Regions from separate parts of the Rattus norvegicus genome. Here region 1 is linked to region 2. A link is a contact called in public HiChIP or PLAC-seq data. All regions are on one chromosome and are shown on one strand. The core of a region is the stretch at or near the end of the contact, and the rest is flanking DNA. Distances in the headings are between cores, read along the strand shown.

Region 1 (5,239 bases), core at 2,369-4,868, 210 kb before region 2:
AGGGGGTTGGGGATTTAGCTCAGTGGTAGAGCGCTTGCCTAGCAAGCGCAAGGCCCTGGGTTCGGTCCCCAGCTCCGAGAAAAAAAAAAAAAAGAAAAGAAAAGAAAAAGGAAAAAGAAAATAAAAAAAATAAAGCAAAAACAACAACAACAACAAAAACAAACCCCAAAGCCCCCAGAAAACAAAAAGACCAAAAAAAAAAAAAAAAAACCCAACTAAACAAAAAAAAAAAAAAAATCCACAAACAAACAACACAAAAAAACCCAAACAAAAAGTGTGATAAAGATGCTGACCTGTAACTCTTCACAGTTGTTGACTTCCGGCTGGAGGGGGGGGGGGAGAATTCATTTATCTTTAACAGGCTGGCCACTCACTCGGACTTTGACCATGCTCCAGTAAGTATTTGGGTAACGCAAGTTGGACTTAAGTGTATTTTGGGGGGAGGTGTGGTGGCCCAAGGGTGGGAGGGTAGACGTGGGAGGAATGGGAAGGGAGTGTGATATACAAAATTATCCAAAAAAGTATTTTGTTTGGGGAAGAGAAGGTTTATTTTTATTTATTTGTCTATGTGGGGGAGGGTCACGAATGCCACAGGCACGCGGGTTCCCTCAGGCATAAGGAGGGAGCTGCAGTCACAGGCGGTGGTTATGAACCACTGATGCAGATGCTGAGAGCTGAACCCTCTGAAAGAGCAGCCTAGATGCCTAACAGCTGAGCCATCTCTCCGGCCCCTCCACAGAGGCTAGCGTTTAGCTCGGGCTTGCCTGGAACACACAGAGATCCACTTGTCCCTGCCTCTAGATTGGTGGGGTTAATTGTCCAACCACCCTTAGTTGTCAAGGCAACTTGTGACATTCTTGTGTTTCAGTTTCCTTTCAAGGGTTAGTACGGTGGGCTCGGTTCCCATCTGTCATTTGTTGTCTCTGTAAACCTGGGACAAATCACTTAGGACTTTATGACTTCATCCTGTGACAATTAGTAGACGCTTAGCGCCGAAATACTTGTGGGGAACACAGTGCTTCACTGTTCTCCAGGGGGAAGGAAGCTCAGTTTTTAACAATGCTGCTAAATAATACACACGCCGGATCACTAAGCATAAACTTCAGAGATACATTGGTGGGTTTGGTCAGAGCCCTCAACGTTCTTCTCCAAGTTCCTTATTCAGCGTTGTAAGATTCAGTCTCCTTTCAGAAGTTGTTCCTACCTCAAACTACTGAACAAAGGACATAGGCTTCCCAAGTGGATGAATTTAGGTCATGTTTCTGCCCCTGAACCATTCACAGTAGCCAAGAGAATGCCTGGCAGTGATTGGTTGAGAATAGATTTCTTCCACATTCTTGCATTTAGCAGATCAGATTGGGAGCAACTGCCTGTGAACTTCTCGGCCACACAAGAGAATTGGCACCAGTGCCTGTGAGAACAGACAAAGCATAACGCTCGCATTTGTTTCTACAAAATAAACGACCACAACTTTCCTATATGCCTACATAGGACCCAGAAAAATTGCAGAAAACGCACAAAGAATGGCTCACGATCCTGATGCTTATAGACATCTCTGGTGTTTGAAAATAATAATTAGACCACAGACATGAATATGCACTGATAATAAAATGGAAGTCGAAATTTTCTTTAATTTGAGGGCTTGCAGTGTGCTTACATAAGAGAGTGTCTTTTTTTTTTTTTTTTTTTTTGGCCACCCCACGTTCCCCCAACACACACACACACACACACACACACACACACACAGGGTTTCTCTGTGTAGCTCTAGTTCTCCTGGGACTTGCTCTGTAGACCACGACGGCCTTGAACGCACAGAGATCTGAATGCCTCTGCCTTTCTTGCATTGAGATTAAAGGTGTATGACACCACTGTTCATCTTGACAATGCCTTCTTGTTCTCAGCAGATATACTATGGAATATTTAGAGCTAAAGAGATAATTCTGAAACTATCAAGAGGAAAGAAAAAAAAAAAAAGACGGGCTTGGTGGCTCACACCATTAATACTGAAAATGCCTTTAACACCAGCATTTGGGAGGCAGAGGCTTTTGGATCTGTGAGTTAGAGGCCAGCCTGGTCTACAGACGGCGTTCCAGGGCTACACAGAGAAATGCCTTGAAAAAAAAAGAAACAAACAAAAAATTAGAGAAAAGGCTATTGCACATGCGGGTACGCACGCTATATACACGTAACATATAAAAAAATGTGACAAAATTTAACAATTGGCAAGTCTAGACAAAGATTTGTGATTCTGTGTTCAGAATTATTGAAGTTTTTAAAGTGTTTGAAGCCGGGCAATGGTGGCACATGCCTTTAGTCCCAGGACTCCAAGGTACGTGGAATTCAGCCAGGTCTACAGAGTGAGTTTCAGGATAGCCAAGGCTACACAGAGAAACCCAATATGGGGCGTTGGAAGGACAAAAAACAAAAATACACGGGTTGGGGATTTAGCTCAGTGGTAGAGCTCTTGCCTAGCAGGCACAGGCCCTGGGTTTGGTCCCCAGCTCCGAAAAAAAAATAAAAAAGAAAAAAAAAACCCAAAAAACAAAATACACAAATAAGTAAAATAAAGGGTTTGGAGAAAATAGACATTAGTAAGTCATTTGTTACATTTGCTGTTTCCATTGTCTCTTATCTTCCAAGTAATCTAAAAATTTAACACACAACCCGACAAAGTGGGGCATGTCTGTAATCCCAGAACAGACGCTGAGCTTCCTCAGCAACTGGTTCAAGGCTAGCCTGGGCTCTATTGTGAGACCCTGCCTCAATCCCACTCCCCATAATAAAAATTAAATAATCGGGGTTGGGGATTTAGCTCAGTGGTAGAGCGCTTGCCTAGCTCTATAGTTAATATATTTATGGTAAGCTCTTTTATTATTGTATTTATTTTTATTTATTCATTTATTTATTTTGGAGACAGTCTTTTTTTTTTTTAAGATTTGTTTGTTTTATGTAAGTACACGGTACACTGTCATTGTCTTCAGACACACTGAAAGATCGGGTTCCATTACAGATGGTCATGAGCCACCATGTGGTTGCCGGGAATTGAACTCAGCACTTCTAGAATAGCAGTCAGGGCTCTTAACCGCTGAGCCATCTCTCCAGCCCCAGAGTCTTTCTATGTAGCCCTGACTGGCCTCACTGTATAGACTAGTCTTGCCTTGAACTCAGTAATCCCTCTGCCTCCCTAGTGCTGGGATTAAAAACCTGCGCCAATCACGGCAAGCTAAGCTTTTTTTTTTTTTTTTTTGATAACAAGTGTAATAATAATCCTGTGTGTTTGCTTAAGATCATGCCCAGAGAAAGCAAACAGGGAACTGCCCAGTGTTCTAGCTAAGTAGGGACAAAAAACAGGACTAGGTGCTATGTGCGCAGAGCAGGAGTCGCCCCTTGTGCAAGGCACTCTGGGATTGCCGGGCCGCTCCCTCATCTCGCGATGCCTCCCTTCTTACCGCCCCACCCCCACCTTCTTTCCTATGTCCTGTGTCTGCGTCCCACCCCCACCCCCGCCTAACGTGTTTTTCAAACCTACCAATGAACGCACAGCTTAGGCTCAAACCAGCCAATCGGAACGCGGCGTCACCGGGAAATTTAAATCGCGCCGGCCGGCAGCACGAGGCACAAAGTCTGAGGGCTGAGGGCTAGTGGACGTTTCGACAGCCGCCGACCCGCAGCTTGAGAGCCCTGCACCGACTTTCGTGGAAGTCTGAACCGGCTGTGCAGGTAGGAGCGTAGGCCGGTCCTGAGCTGTAACGACCGGACAGAGGGCTGTGCGGCGGAGGGCGGGAGCAGGCCGCGCCCGGGCGGGAGCTGAGCCTCCCCGCTCAGACCAGGCCTCGGGGCTGGTTGGTTTCGCCATGCTGGGCTTAAGGGCTGGCAGCGCCGGGCGCTGCGGAGGGGAGCGAAGGCCTGGGTGCGGTGCGGCTCGGTTCGGTGCGGCCCCGAGGGTCGGCGTGGGGGACCGGAGGGCGGCCGCAGTCGAGAGGACCTGGCATGCAGCCGCTTTCCTGATGCTTCTTCCTGGGGAGGAGACGCAGCTTTGGGCCGGAGGCGAAGGTGGCAGTTAAGACATCCAGTTAAGCTCTTGAACCGAGTCACCTGTGTCAGGGTCGAGGACGGACATAAAGCAGGTAGAGCTAACAGATTGTCAGGGGACTTTAGATTCTTGTCACATTGTGAGGATCACACCTGTGTTAGATATATTGAGCTACGGTGACTGACCACATAGCTGATATCATCCTGGTTGAATGCATTCGCTGGAAGTGTGTGCAAAATGCGGCATCACTGCTGACAGCGATGGTTATGGAAGGTAACGAACCGATTCTTTATGTAACTTGATAGAGATACTAGTATGGATCCGTTTTGGCCATCAACAGAAAATGATGCAGAAAAGGCTGCATTTACTGCCTTAAGGACGTAGATAACTAACTATATATATATAGCAGCCAGGGTTCTCCCACTTGGTGTTCTATTAACTAATGGAGTCTAGAATGTAGATCCCTGACTTAATACCGTGCTGGCCAGAGGCTTAAGGCCATTGAGTGTTTGAAAAGCCGCTAATCTGAGTTGAGATGCCCTGTGTGCTTAAACTACACATAGGGTTTTGGAAGTGTGCGAAAGAAGTACAACATCTCAATTTTTTTTGAATAGATGACATCCTGAAAATGGTAATAGTTTAGCTATATTGGGTAAAAGTCTTAAAATTAATTTCATGCGTTTCTTTTTACCCTTATAAAAATGTGGTTAGTGGAAATTTTAAATTATGTTTTAAAAACATTGCTTTAGGGGTTGGGGATTTAGCTCAGTGGTAGAGTGCTTGCCTAGCAAGCGTAAGGCCGTGGGTAAGGCCCTGGGTTCGGTCCCCAGCTCTGGAAAAAAAACACATTGCTTTAAATTCTGATTGACAGTTCAGTTACCTTTGTAGTAGGTTACTACTTACTAGTAAAGCCATAATGATAACTTGTGGGGCTTGGGTTTATTTATTTATTTTTTGTTTTTTGAGACAGGGTTTCTCTGAGTAGTTAGGCTGGCCACCGGCTCAGATCCGCCCACCTCTGCCAGGCTGTGGGTGTGTCATCGTCTTTGTTGCTTTTTATCTAGTATAGAGATGGAGTCGAGATTTAGTTGACTATAACTATTGTGTATTTCTGTCTGTTTCTTTTTAAGATAGGGTTTTTCTACCTAGCTGGCCTGGAACTCTCTACAGACCAGGCTGGCCTCAAACTCATGGAGATCTGGCTGT
Region 2 (4,778 bases), core at 2,113-4,612:
AGAGTCTGTATTGGCTGACTACTGGTTTGAACTTGTTTTTCAACACTGTATATATTAATGAGGTTATTTTTCACTCAATGTATACTTTATGGAAGCACCATGTAAAGGAATAAAGAGACCCCTCTATTCAAGGTCCTAAGATGGTCTAATAATAAAAACAAGGCTCTGCATGATGACTTATGTCTCAGCACAGGAGGGGCTGTGGTGGTATTATGAGTTTGTAACTATACTTGTCAATAAAACAAGACCTGTCTCAAAAATGTAACAAAACAGTCAAAAAGATACTTAACTCCCAACTGTGAGCTGCTTTCCTTGACAAAGCAAAGCAAAAAAAAAAAAAAAAAAAAAAAAGAAATGAGCTAGACATAGTGACACATGCCTTTAATCCCAGCATTCAGAAGGCAAAGTACAGCCTGGTCCACATAGCAAGTTCTAGGTCCAGCGAGGCTGCACAGTGATACTGTGTCAAGAATCAAGAGCACCAGACCACAGCAAGCGCTCCAGGGGGCCTTGTAAGTGCCATTGCCAGCATCTTCTGGGACTTGCTGGCACAAAAGCTAAGCACACGAGAGGATATGGTAAGATCTTAACAGCAAGCCAAGTGTCTCTCTGGTATTGAAGGTGGGCCCCGGAGCCCGGCGGGCATATAGGTGCATGCTTTTGCTCCCAATGCCCGGGAGGCAGAGGCAGGGGGGGTTCTCTTGAGTTCCAGGACTCAAGCCTGGTCTCCAGAGTGAGTTCCAGGACAGCCAGGGATACAGAGACCCTGGACAATTGAAACTGATATCCAGCTACCGCAACTCCAGGCCACACCATTATTCTAGGAAACGTGGAGGGCGCTCATTCAAGTTGATAGCGGGGGAGATGAGAGGCCACTCATTCTACAATAATGCCCATTTATCCGTCAGAGCCAAAGGAGGGAGCAGTAAGGAATCTAAAGATAAGGGGTCTGAGGACACATGCAAATGATCTGGCACCTAAAGAAAACGAGCATCCCAGTAAGTCACAAGGATTTGCTGTTTTCTTTACTCGATCTGTGGACCAGGCTGGCCCCCATCTCTGTGGAAAGATCTACCTCCCTTCTGCCTCCCAGTGCTAGGAATAAAAGCATGCACCACTAAAGCATGAATTAGCTGTCTTTTTAGTAAATTAGGTTAACCAAATACAAACAGCATTTTTTTTCTTTTCTATAAAAAAGGTCTATGTGACTCTAGAATTCACTCTGTAGACCAGCCTGACCAACCCACTGTAATGTTAATTCCTATCTATAATTCAATCCGTAGTTAAGTAAGATCCCACAAATTTCCAGGACCCATTCGAATTTGGAATCTTGAAGGTAGTTACAGAAAGGCATGAATGAACGGTATGAGATTGAATTAAATGGGGATTAACTCAGATAAATGCCAAACTACTTAATTGTGGCTATTATTATGGGTGAGGTCCATAATATACTCATTAAAGCAGCTTGTGCCATATTTGGATAGAAATAAGATGTTGAAAGTGAAACAAAATTCTATGTCAAAGAAAACCTGTGACCCAAGACATAAAATTATTCTCGCTTTTCAATACCCTTACCTGGTACCTTTTCTCCCAAAATGGATTGATAAAGGGCAATAAAAACATTAGCATCACAGTCTTGAAGTTTGTGTATCCTCAGGTGTATGTGACATTTAAAAAGAAGGTTATTGGCAATTGTTACCCATTCTGTTGGGGAAGAAGTGGAGGAAATCAGTTTTCAGTAGCAATACAGAAAGTAATATGTACATTAAAAATCACTGCTGCACAAAAATCTACATTGAAAACTGTAGAAGATAAGGACTTTGTTATGAAATTTCAAAGACTCAACCAGGCAAGTTTTCAAAAGACGTATTTAATTTTTTGGGATGATTTCCAGTGCTAGCTAGCTCCTTATGCAGTCAAAACTGTCGTGCCAACCCAACTTTTATTCTTGCAACCTACAATCCTATTTACCGGTATTTTTATACTCACATGGGTGTTTTTAGTTACAATAAATTTATAGGTAACCAGGAATATCGTAAGACAGCTGTAAATGAAAACCTAAAAACTGCTAGAAATTAATGGAGGTAGCTCTGAATTCCCAGTAGTTTTTAGACATGTTTTTACCCAATTATCTTGTATAAGTAAGATCTCTCGGGTGCCCAAACAAGTGATTAATTTAGGCTGTTAGGAATTTGAATAATGACAACACCGACACTAATGCATTTGTTAGTTTTCTTTTTTATTATATTTGATGTGTACGAAGGTAAAAATGAAAGAAAAAAAAAGCCAAATCGCTAAGCTCTAAACTAGCACATTAATAATCCTAATCAAGCTCCCCGTTGTTCTTTTCCAAAAACAGCTCGTGCCCTCCCCCAGATAGTACAGGACTAACGATTAAGGGTTTCAGCAATAATTCCGAAAGCTTGAAACGCCTGTATCCTGAAATGACTGGATATTAGAAAGCACTTTAGAATTGGTCACATTTCCAGTACAGTCAGACATTCTGGAGACAGTAGTCTGAATGTGTCATGCCCATTTTGCCCTCCTTCCAATGCCCAATGCGCACAGCTGACCAAGCCATGACAACCATTTTGTATTGTCTTGGAAAGGACGAGGAAAGCGTCCTAGACAACCGAGTCAATTGGCTTTTTAAAGGCTGTACTAGACAAAGCCAGTTACTGTAGAGGGCATCAAAAGATCTTATGAGTGCTATGCCTCAAAAGGAAAAAATATATATAGATAGGTTCAACCTTAGTCCAAACAAACCAAAGGGGAAGGAGAGACAGTCTGTGGCTAGATACCCCACAGAAACTCGGATCCAAGAAGGATCCTGACTGCTCTGTAAAAACAGGATGAGGGTATCCCAGCCTTGTCAATGAGCTCCTGTCTCATCCCAAGTCTCAATTCCACGCCTGGAAAACACATGAGGTCTCGAGGGTGAGACCCTAAATTTAGAGATTCCCTGCGACTGCAACTAGTGTCCAACCATCACGAGCCTCTCCAGCAGCCCAGACATGGCTCAGATTCAGCCCGAGGCCTGCGGAATGCTGCAGTACAAAAACACTAGGGCTCCAGGCCGAGACTCACCAGCCTCTGAGCTGGCCATACTGCCAAGTGAGGTCGCGGCCAGACTCCAAGACGAGAGCGCGGGCGACGGTGTCCTGGAAGGGTCGAACCCGGTAGAACCGAAGGGAGTAGGAGGGGGTAGAAACCAGAGAGCGGGGAAGGAGGGGTAGAAAAGGGAGGGACGTTAAAACGGCTTCTCGCCGCTGATTGGTCAGAAGAGAAGCACTTCCTTTCGCAGCACGCGCTTAGGCGGCAGTTTGCGGGCTCCAGATACCATTCCCCGCGGACAAGATCCCGCTTAAGGGCTCTCAGATCGGCGTGCAGGGCAGCCAGGTCACCCAGCAGCCCGGCCGATCTCCTGGGGGCGTTAGAGCCGCGCTTCCGGTGAGTTTGTGGTTTTGTATTCCTCCGCCGAAGGCAAGCGAGAAAGTAGTGCGATACGCCTTGCCCAGGGTACAATCACGTGACAACGCCAAGCTCCGCCTCCCCCGTCTTCTTTGGTTATGGGCGTGGGGGAGTCTGTGAAGACGTAAACATCTTCAAGTAGAGACAGTAGGATGGCTGGTGCTGGCCATTTTAATGACTGGTTGGCCACGGGGAAGAAGCTTGTTTGACATGTAGCAAGGCGAGAAGGTGGTGTAGCCAAAAGGGTGTGGGACGGGGCATTCTAGTGGTGTCACCCAGTCGAGAAGCGAGTAATAAACGGGCGCCTATGAGGGAGCGCCCGCGGGGGGGAGGGGCGAGAACATGGCGGATTCCGGAACGCCAGCGGGCGTTGAGGCCTTGGAGCCAGGGGGCGGGGTGATTAGGTCATAGAGCGGCTCCCAGCATCCTTTGCGACGAGGAGGCGGTCCAGACTATAAAACCGGCTGCCCGGACGCAGCCGGCACCTCATTCATTTCCATCGGTCCTTGGGTTTACAGCTCCGGCCCTCGTCACCGCCGTCCCTCCGCTGGTGACGCCCCCGCAAAGGCTTCGCCGTCGCCGAGGCCTCCTTTCAGCGACTCGTCGCAACTGGATTCTCTTTCACTGGGTTCCTCCAGCACACCGCAACCATTGACGCCATGTCGAGTTATTCTAGTGACCGAGACCGCGGCCGGGATCGAGGGTGAGTATAACAAGGGACCTGTCAGGGCGGGTGGGGGATGGGAGAGCGGCGCGGCAGAAGCTCGGCTTTCCAACCGACCTTTAGATTTTTTTTTCTGGTAGGAGGCCTTGCGTTTCTCTGACATCCGGCTAAAAAGCCGTTAAAGGCGACGCTTCTGGTAACTGGGTTCAACCTTGGTTTTTGTTTGGGAGGACGGCGGCCTGGGCGACCTCGCGGCTGTTGTGGGAAGCCCGGAGGTGTTTTAGATAGGGAAGCGCCTCGCCTTAGAGTCGGCTCAAGGCGTCGTTTGCGCAGCCTTTCGCTGGGGGTTTTAGGGGGGCCCCCGGGGTCCCCAGAGAATACAAGGGGCGCTTTCGAGGCCGTCTGTGCCCGGTAGGGTGGCCTACGCCAGCGGATTCAGCCATGTGGCTGAGCCGCAGCCACAAAATGCCGGCCTCGGACATGGCGGCGGCGCCTTTGTTACCCCGCCCGGCGGAGGAGCTCAAAATGGCAGCGTCGAGAAAATGTGGCGCAGAGAGAAATGCGAGACAAAGAAGGAAGCGCCGCCCCAGCGGGAACGCCGCCCGGGCCGGGACTCCTCCCCCGGTTGCCGTCGACTCCTCCT

What was found. HiChIP or PLAC-seq counts read pairs in DNA pulled down with a chosen protein or histone mark.
Region 1: an H3K27ac HiChIP or PLAC-seq map of oligodendrocytes shows a contact between it and region 2, with 4 times the contacts expected there. The contact joins the promoter of Kpna2 here to the promoter of Ddx5 in region 2. A contact is called at or near these places in 1 of 12 Hi-C or Micro-C datasets (the Rat2 cell line) and 1 of 1 datasets of contacts at active chromatin or transcription factors (oligodendrocytes).

The regions. Positions count from the first base shown.
Region 1 is chr10:92,444,220-92,449,458 of GRCr8, reverse strand. Kpna2 (karyopherin subunit alpha 2) reads left to right here and starts at 3,618. Exons shown (of 11, transcript NM_001270802.1): 1 at 3,618-3,720.
Region 2 is chr10:92,230,512-92,235,289 of GRCr8, reverse strand. It overlaps Ddx5 (DEAD-box helicase 5), which reads left to right and starts at 3,362. Exons shown (of 14, transcript NM_001007613.1): 1 at 3,362-3,450; 2 at 3,990-4,174. The coding sequence starts at 4,131. Cep95 (centrosomal protein 95) reads right to left here and starts at 3,461. Exons shown (of 20, transcript NM_001013862.1): 1 at 3,088-3,461; 2 at 1,576-1,704. The coding sequence starts at 3,106.